Regions from separate parts of the Gossypium hirsutum genome. Here region 1 is linked to region 2. The links are chromatin contacts, called in public Hi-C maps. All regions are on one chromosome and are shown on one strand. The core of a region is the stretch at or near the end of the contact, and the rest is flanking DNA. Distances in the headings are between cores, read along the strand shown. Region 1 has its middle 20 kb from the start of LOC107938546. Region 2 holds the start of LOC107923340 (protein IQ-DOMAIN 1).

The links. Hi-C and Micro-C count contacts between places; a contact is called where the count stands out from the background.
Region 1: a contact with region 2 is called in a Hi-C map of leaf, with 2.3 times the contacts expected there. The contact joins the enhancer-like site here to the promoter of LOC107923340 in region 2. A contact is called at or near these places in 4 of 34 Hi-C or Micro-C datasets (callus, leaf and petal).

What each region holds. Positions count from the first base shown.
Region 1 is chrA12:82,808,040-82,812,380 of Gossypium_hirsutum_v2.1, reverse strand. No RefSeq gene overlaps it. Among protein-coding and RNA genes, the nearest start is that of LOC107938546, 20 kb to the left of the region's middle. Within about 2 kb of position 1,355, at least 1 of the 9 cell types and tissues checked has an H3K27ac peak or open chromatin away from gene starts, as enhancers often do. A contact at or near this core is called in leaf, where this site is marked.
Region 2 is chrA12:82,701,482-82,706,027 of Gossypium_hirsutum_v2.1, reverse strand. It overlaps LOC107923340 (protein IQ-DOMAIN 1), which reads left to right and starts at 2,742. Exons shown (of 5, transcript XM_041082851.1): 1 at 2,742-3,157; 2 at 3,237-3,509; 3 at 3,601-3,840; 4 at 3,934-4,099; 5 at 4,150-4,546. The coding sequence starts at 3,071.

The DNA of each region.
Region 1 (4,341 bases), core at 106-2,605, 110 kb before region 2:
CCGATTACCACCGGTGTCTCCTAGGCTCAAGAAACAATCTGCGTATGCCCCTTGGTTCCGTCAGTTCATCGTCGCCATTGCTCAGGTACAACATTACTAGCTTGCTTATAATGTTTCGTTATTCTTTGCCTCTTTACAATTTGATTTGGGAGGCTAAAGCTAAGTTCCCTCCTCTTTTAATGTTGCTTGCTAAAATGGGCTTGCTTGCTTTTCCAATCAAAACCAAGCTTTGTCGTTTGATCTGGAGATAGATTTCTATGAGTGTGGTGTGAGAGTGAAATCTTATAATACATCAAAAACAAATATTTTCACTGATGGATTTCTGAATAATAGCATAACATTTCTGTAAAATCTGCTTATGGAAAGTAAATCAAAGATTGCCCATTTTCTGCTTTTCTGTTTTCTTAAAAAAATTATATTCTTATTTATAAATAAGGAAGAGTTATAAGTTGTTCTAAATATTATATCAAAATATATATAATTAAAATTTAAAATGATATAATAAATTATGAGTATATCGTTGTTGATTTTAATAATATATATTTGAAGTTTGTGTGTCTAATGGAGAACTTGATTTATTAGATATAAAGGTTGATTGGAAACAGATTTTTTCACCGGCGGGTAATCCAGCTCGTTAATGCATTTTCGGGCGACGGTTTTGATGGCATGAGAAGATCAGGCGAGAGAAACAATGGTAGCAATCATATTGAATTGAGAACTTTTTTTAAAAGTTATCAAAATAATACAGTTTTTATTTTAGAGTAATTATGGGGTAGTTTATTTTTTTTTAAATTTTTATTAAGAGTGTTTTTAATAAAAAATCCATATAAATGTTTTAATAAAAATTTTATCCGTATAAATTATTTGAAATTAACTAATAATAGTATAAAATTAGAGAGACCAAATTAAAGAACAAAAATTAAGTCTCCACGACCAAAACAGAATTTAACCTTTAAATCTTAGAACTTGTAGGCAACCTTAAATCTAAAAGTATTTATTCATGGAGTGATAAGAAATTTAATATTAAGACCTCGTATCTGAATCTTATGAATAAAAAAATACTGCTAGAGCTTTACCTTTCCTCCTCAGTTTAGGGTGAGTTTGGATGGATGGTGCGTTTACTTGCGGTTAATGTAAAAACAGTGGTGGTGAGATTAGATACTGTAGCAATACTATAATATGAGACAAAAAGTAAGTTAAACGTACCGTACCGCACCGCCGCTCCCAACGAAGCCTTAGTCAGAGTCCAATATAATTATTAGATACTATGAGATCTTTGTTAAAAAAATTGTAAGGGTTGGGCCAAATAAAGGCCATAAAAAATCTGCTTCAAAACAAACTGAATGGACCAATTATGACAGGCTCTGGGCCTCTGGCTGCCGATCCAACAAAAGCACAAATTGGCAACAACCTTGTCCATGATCTTATCAAATACGATGTTATTTTATTAGAGGTTTTTTGGGATATTGAAGTTTGATAATTTTTTTTAAAGTAATATTTTTTTAATTTTATATTTATATTAAAAAAAGTTATATATTTTAATTAGGGATGAAAGAAGGGGTGGCAGGTCTTGACCCCTAACATGGGAAATTGCTTCTTAGGCTTCCAAAATTTTTAAAATCTTAAGTAAATATATGATAAAATTATAGTTTGACCCAAAAATGTTAGACTTTCAATTTAGCCATTTGGAAGTCGTAAAAATATAAGTCAATAAAATAGTGAATTTGCATTTTAGCTATTATAAAAATATATAATTTAATCTCAACCCCCTAAAAAAATTCCTGCTTCGATCCTGATTTAAGTATCCAAAAATATTAAATTTTTAGTGTTTAATTCAAGTTTTAGAGTTGATTTGATGAAAGTTAATTGCTAATATTATTATGTTTGAATTTTTCATGATTACATTAATGAAATAAATTTAGTGTTAATTGTAAATTTATTTAATTTGTTAAATACAATATGATTTAAATTAAGTTTTAGAGTTAATGTGATGAAAGATAATTGCTAATATTATTAGCTATTATGAATTTCTATTAAAACAATTCTAAAACTTGAATTAAACAGTAAAAGTTTAATATAACTTTTATTAAATACATATACCATATTGGAACAAATATCACACGTATGAGAACAAAACCTGAAAAATGTACAATATTTTACAACAGAAGTAATCCTTACAATCTTTACATTAACATTTACCTTAATAATGACAAATATGACAAGACCATAGCCTCGAATATAGCTAAAAAGAAACTGTTAAAGACCTTGTAATGAAACGATAATGACAACATAAGTCTTTTTATAAACAATGTTTCATTGATTAAAAAATAAATAAATAAAAGTAAAACTCCAAAAGAAAGTGAGATACTGGTTCTTCACCCCTTTCCTCTATTCAACACATTGAAATGAAATAATTAAATTACTAAAGCAAAATTATATTAAACAAATAAAAATTTCTTTGCCCAAAATTATATTAAACCTCAATATTACAAATGGTGCATGAAAGTTCTTTGAAATTGGATGTCATTCTATTCAATTGGGATAAAAATAAAAGGGTAAGTTATATTAACAGTCACCTAGATTTCATTTCAGTCATTCGACTTTTGAAAAGTGACAAAACAATTAGTAACGTTATAAAAAATGACAAAATCGTCACTGATTAACAGTTTCTGTTAGTGTGTTAATAGGACCGCTGATGTGGCAAGTTAACTTGCCACGTTGGTGAAGCAGCTGATGAGTCTTCGTTTGGGGTAGGTTTAGGGAAAAATTGAAGGGTTATGTTGGTTTAGGGTAAAAAATTAGAAATAGATTCTGATTAAAGGGATTTGGGAAAAAAAAGAAAATCGATTTGGGAAAAGTTTGGTTGTGATTTGGGTTGGTTTGGGTTTGAAACTGATTTGGGAATCGATTAAGAAGGTTGGTTTAGGGTTAGAAATCGATTCTGTTAGAATTAAATGACCTGAATTCTTATTTAAATAAAATAAAAGTAAAATTAATATAGAACTACACTTCTTTTATTTTATTTTAGAATAAGGTTTTTTAAACCTTATTAAACTCCATCTATTTTATATTGATTAGAATAAGGTGTTTCAATCTTACTAGAATACGGCTTTACAAGCCTATAAATAGACATAGTCTATTCCTCTTGTAATTATCCGAATTCAACATAGTGAATTTTCTTCTTTTCTGCCCGTGATTTTTTTCCGAAAAGGTTTCCACATAAAATCTGTGTGTTCTTTATTTTATTTTATTTTCTCAAATTGGTATTAGAGCTTCTGGGTAGTTCATCTCGATCACGGTAAATAGCGTCTTTGAAGTATGAAATTCCGCTATTAGATCGTAACACCAGATTTGCATTATGGCAGATTAAGATGCAAGCAGTTCTTGCGCAGATGATCTAGAGGATGCCTTGCTAGGGATAGGTAAGATGCCTTCGACATTAACAGATGAAGAGAAGAAGTGTAAGGATCGAAAGGCATTAACACAATTACATCTGCATTTGTCCAACGAAATTTTGCAAGGTGTGATGAATGAAAAGACCGCCACTACATTATGGAAGAGTCTGGAACAAATATGTATGTCGAAAACTCTAACAAGCAAGTTGCATATGAAGCAGTGTCTTTATGCTCATTGTTTAGAGGAAGGTGCGTCTGTACACGAACACTTAATAGTGTTTAAAGAAATTCTCTCAAACTTGGAAGCCATGGAGGTTCAGTGTGATAAGGAAGATCTAGGGTTGATTCTACTTTGTTCGTTGCCCCCGTCTTATTCAAACTTTAGAGACACGATTTTATATAGCCGCGAGTCTTTCACAGTTGATGAGGTTTATAATTCTTTGACCTCGTATGATAAGATGAAGCATCTTGCAGTTAAACTCGACTCTCAAGGAGAGGGTCTCATTGTTCGTGGGAGACAAGATCGAAATACTGATGATGATCGTGGAAGGACACAGGAATGGAATCCTCGCGGTAAATCTAAGGGTAGATCGAAGTCTTCAAACAGAGGTAAAACTTGTAACTTCTGCAAGAAGAAAGGGCACATTAAATCTGAGTGCTATAAGCTACAGAACAAGATTAAAAGGGAGGCTGCGAATCAAAAGGGAAAACAACCAGAAAATTCTGGTGAAGCTGATGTTGTAGAAGACTACAGCGATGGTAAACTTCTAGTCGCTTCTATAAACAATTCTAAAGTGAGCGAGGAGTGGATACTTGATTCAGGCTGCACCTTCCACATGACTCCCAATTGGGATTGGTTTACAATTTACGAAACAGTGTCTGAAGGTGTTGTTTTGATGGGAAATAATGCTTTATGTAAAATCGCAGGTGTTGGAACAATTAAAGT
Region 2 (4,546 bases), core at 1,493-3,992:
CTCTTTTGTTTATCCAAAGCAAGCCAATTTTGTGAAATGGTTAGAAAATACAAACTCGCTCTCAAAAAAATAATTTAGATGAACCCAACATTTCACACATTAATTAAAGATGTTTATCTTATTTTTACGTCATGGGATTGAATCACATAAATCGTCTACTAATGATATATATAAGACAGTAGACAGTGGTGTGTAAGTTATATATAATATTAGGTAATACATTGCATTCAAGTACCTATTCCCCAGTCAGCAATTGGTTACTAAGAGAAGAGCTGTGACCCTCCCAACTTTGCAGTTTATGTCTGTGTAGTAGGCAGCCAGTTCATAACTACAAGCCCTACCATAAAAGAGTGTTGGTTTAGGTCAAATAAATAATTGATTAAATTTATTAGAGAAAAAAAAAAACAAACGATCTTTCACTCCATGGGAATGTTTTCTTGAGCTCCTTTAAATATTTCATATTAGCTGTATGTAAATCTGGCTGCTTCTTCTTCTTCCCCTGATTTAATTATTATTACTTACATCTCTGAAAGACTTTGACTGGTCTTTGACATAAAATCAAAAATGTTTGGGGGTATGTTTTATAGATTCAATACCTGACTGACTCTGAGACTCACTGAGACTATGTGAAGGTACATTTTCCCAACTCCCTCAAGTCCTTTTTGGACCACTTGATTTACTACTTTTTCATCATCTTCTGATTCAAATGTCACTTTCAATTTAAAATCAATGGAAGGAAATAGGACCACCGTGCTCCATAATCCACCTGATATTTTTTTTCCCACTGCTTTGATCATTAGTTATTAGTCACTATTCATCAGCTCCTACCACGTGACACCACGAGAGGTGTCCAGTTTATATCAATTTTTTAAGAACCTAAAGGAAAAAGGGGTAAAGGACAATACCAGAACAAAAGCTTCCACTTTTATTTTAGAGTAGCTATCAGCTTAATGAATTCTTAATAAAGATGAATATATTTTTTTTAGATTTTTTTTTGCATTAAATCAATTAATTTTACCTAATTCTCAAGTAGAGTCGAATCATACATTTAAACAGAACAAAACTTTCTTAATATAATTTTTTTGTCTTAATTTTAATATCGTTTTTAGTATTTTTTCTACTTAATTCTTTTAATTATCTATAACTCATTCACACCCTAAAATCAAAAGATAATAAGCACAAAAGTATACTTAAACTCATGCTTTATATGTTACAATAACAACAACTTTAATATATAAACTTAACAATTAGATATATTTTAATCACTAAATTTAAAAAATATAAAAGTTTAATATTGTAATCATACCATATTATAAATTGAAAATATCATAATTTTAAAATGTCGCATTATCCATTCTTATCAAAATCTAACATCATATATAAAAATGGACTTAGTTAATATACAAATGCCAAAATTCAATCTTATGTGTCAAAATTTAAATAAACCCAAACATCTTTTTTCTACATTTATATTATCTAAACCGATATTTTATTTGAAAGTGATTATTTTTTTATTAAAAAAACTTTGTTTTGAAAAAAAAAAGAAAAGAAAAAAAGGAGACTTTAGCCATTGGTTGATGTGCAAAACTCAACGTGGGTTTCCCTTTTTTTCTTTTCATGGCCTTTGCCTTTCAACGTTTCTCGATATCTCACCTCGTCCACAGCACGTCCACTACTCTCTGTTCCTCATGTTCCCTTTAATTTAGTATTAAACTTTATTATTTATTATTACCCCCCAAAAGAAAACCTCATAACACAAAATACCCTTTCGGTATTTAAGTTTAGTTTTATATTAAATTTCATGTATAATTTTGTATTAAGATAAAATGATGCCATGTGATTTAATAAATATTTGATACATATGTTTTGTTAAGAAAATATAAATTCTTAATTAGCATAAAAAGAGTTTAGATGTCAAATTAAATATTAAAGTTAAATTTGGGTACTTAATTAGATAAAAAAAACTTAAGTATTAAATTGAAAAAATTTAGGTACCAAAATGAGCATTAAAACCAAACTCAAGTACCAAATTAAGATAAAAAATTAACATGTCAAATTAAACATTTAAACTAAACTCAAATATCAAATAATTTTCATTTAAGTCACTGAGTTGTTAAATACGATGCTATATCGCTTTTTCTGTTCACACTACTTGCATTAATCGAAAGCTCTCTTTTCCTTTCTCTTCTATAATTCTTTTTTTTTATGAAACAATTTTGGACGTTAAGAATTTGCGAACCAAAATTCAAACAGCTTTTTTCTCCAATCTTCGACACTGACCGTTAGATTGACGGATCTAAAGGTATTTTCTTCGATTCTTAGATAAATACTGATCCATTATACCAATCATTAAACTGCAGCTTGAAACTCTCTGGCGGAACTTTAAAAAAAAATATTAACAACTCAGTAACTTAAATGAAAACTTTTAAGTAATTTAATGACCAAATTGTAGCTTTCTTTTATTAAGTTACCAAAACAAAAAGTTATTCATAATTTAGTGACTAATGTTGTGGTTTACCTTTTTTTTTCTTTATTGCATATAAATTATGGAAGTAGTTACTTTTACAAATTTAATATATACAAATTGATAAACTCTTGATTTTGAAGTGAATAATAAATAAGAATATTAAATTAAACTAACTTCTCAAAAATAAAAATAAAATTCTGGAAAGTTAAAATAAAAGACCAATTTTTAAAATTTCGTAAAATAAGAATACAAAATTCAGAATTAAACCTATAAAATTCAATAACATTGAAAAAAAAATGTTAACGTACTACACTCTGACACCACCACCATCGATGTCTCAATGTGCTCGAAAGTTCACCCAAGCTTGGATATATTGAAATCTAAGCTGTTCACTTTCGTTGTTTTCCCTTTCATTGTATCTCTCTCTTGAGGAAATATATATATCATTAAATTATCTTGTCCTGTATGTCTTTCTCTGGCAATTTAACAAGAATCCATATTACAATCAGAATCTTTTTTATCTTCACAGTGTTGGTGTCTTGGCTCCTTCTTCAAAGCTTCTTTTAGCTGTAAATGCAGCTTGGTTTAACCCTATCCTTTTGAATGGGGAAGAAAGGAGGGACTTCATGGTTGACTGCTGTGAAAAGGGCTTTTAGATCTCCTACTAAAGATACCCATGATGATGAAAAGGTAAGTGTTTCAATCTATTTTAATGGCTGTTTATGAATATAAAAAGAAAAGCCTTTGATTTTTTATTTTTTTTATATAGAAGAGAGATAAACGGAGGTGGATCTTTAGGAAACAAGATACAAGTCCTGTGAAGAGTGTAGGTAATAATGGTGGTGGTGGTGGTGGTGCAAGTACGGCAGCAGCGGAGAAAAGGCATGCTATTGCTGTGGCGGTGGCTAAAGCAGCGGAAGCTGAAGCTGCGGTGGCGACTGCAGAAGCAGCTTTACAAGCTGCTCGGTTGACTAAACCTAGTTATGGCAGGAAACATCACTTTGCTGCTATTGTTATTCAGACAGCTTTTAGAGGCTACCTGGTAAGAAAAAAATTTTGCCTTTGAAAATTGTTGTTTTTTGCATGAGAAAAAATGGGGGTTTAGTGTTGATTTTGTGGTGGTGATAATGAAGGCCAGGAGAGCTCTACGTGCGTTAAAAGGGCTAGTGAAGTTACAAGCTTTAGTGAGAGGTCACAACGTGAGAAAGCAAGCCAAGATGACGCTTCGTTGCATGCAAGCACTGGTTAAAGTTCAGTCTCGTGTTTTAGACCAAAGAATGAGGCTCTCGCACGATGGTTGCAGCCGGAAATCAGCATTTAGCGACACCTGGGAATCACGGTATCTTCAAGATATATCGGATAGAAGATCATTAGTAAGTGTTTTAAGCCTTTTGTTTATGACTTTATGTGTGGTTTAAAGATTCAGCTTCTTATTTGCCTTGTCTTTATGTCTGTGTGTGTTCTAGTCGAGAGGAGGAAGTAGCATAGCAGATGATTGGGACGAAAGGCCACACACAGTTGAAGAAGTGAAAGCTATGTTACAACATAGGAAAGAAGCTGCTTTGAAACGTGAAAAGAGCTTGTCACAAGCACTGTCACAACAGGTTCATGTTCTGTCTTTAACCATGTCTTGTTGTATCATATTGTAATGATTCATATAAACCAATTTGACCGTAAAATAGATGAGGAGAGCTCGAAGGAGTCCATCAATGGGGGACAAGATGAGTGGCTTGATCGTTGGATGCCTGCTAAACCATGGGATAACAGAGGAAGAGCTTCAATGGATCAAAGAGATAATGTCAAAACTGTTGAAATGGACACTTCACAGCCTTATTCATATGTAGCACCAAATTATAGAAGAACAAATTCAAACCATTATCACCAAAGGCCTAGTTCACCTCTCCATAGGGCTCAACACAATGCACAAGCTTTCCACCCTTCTCCAATTACACCCTCTCCATCGAAAACACGTCCGGTTCAAGTACGGTCTGCGAGCCCTCGTTGCGTTAGGGAAGACCGAACCTCGTTTTCATCATCACAAACACCAAGTTTAAGGTCCAATTATTATTACACAGGCAG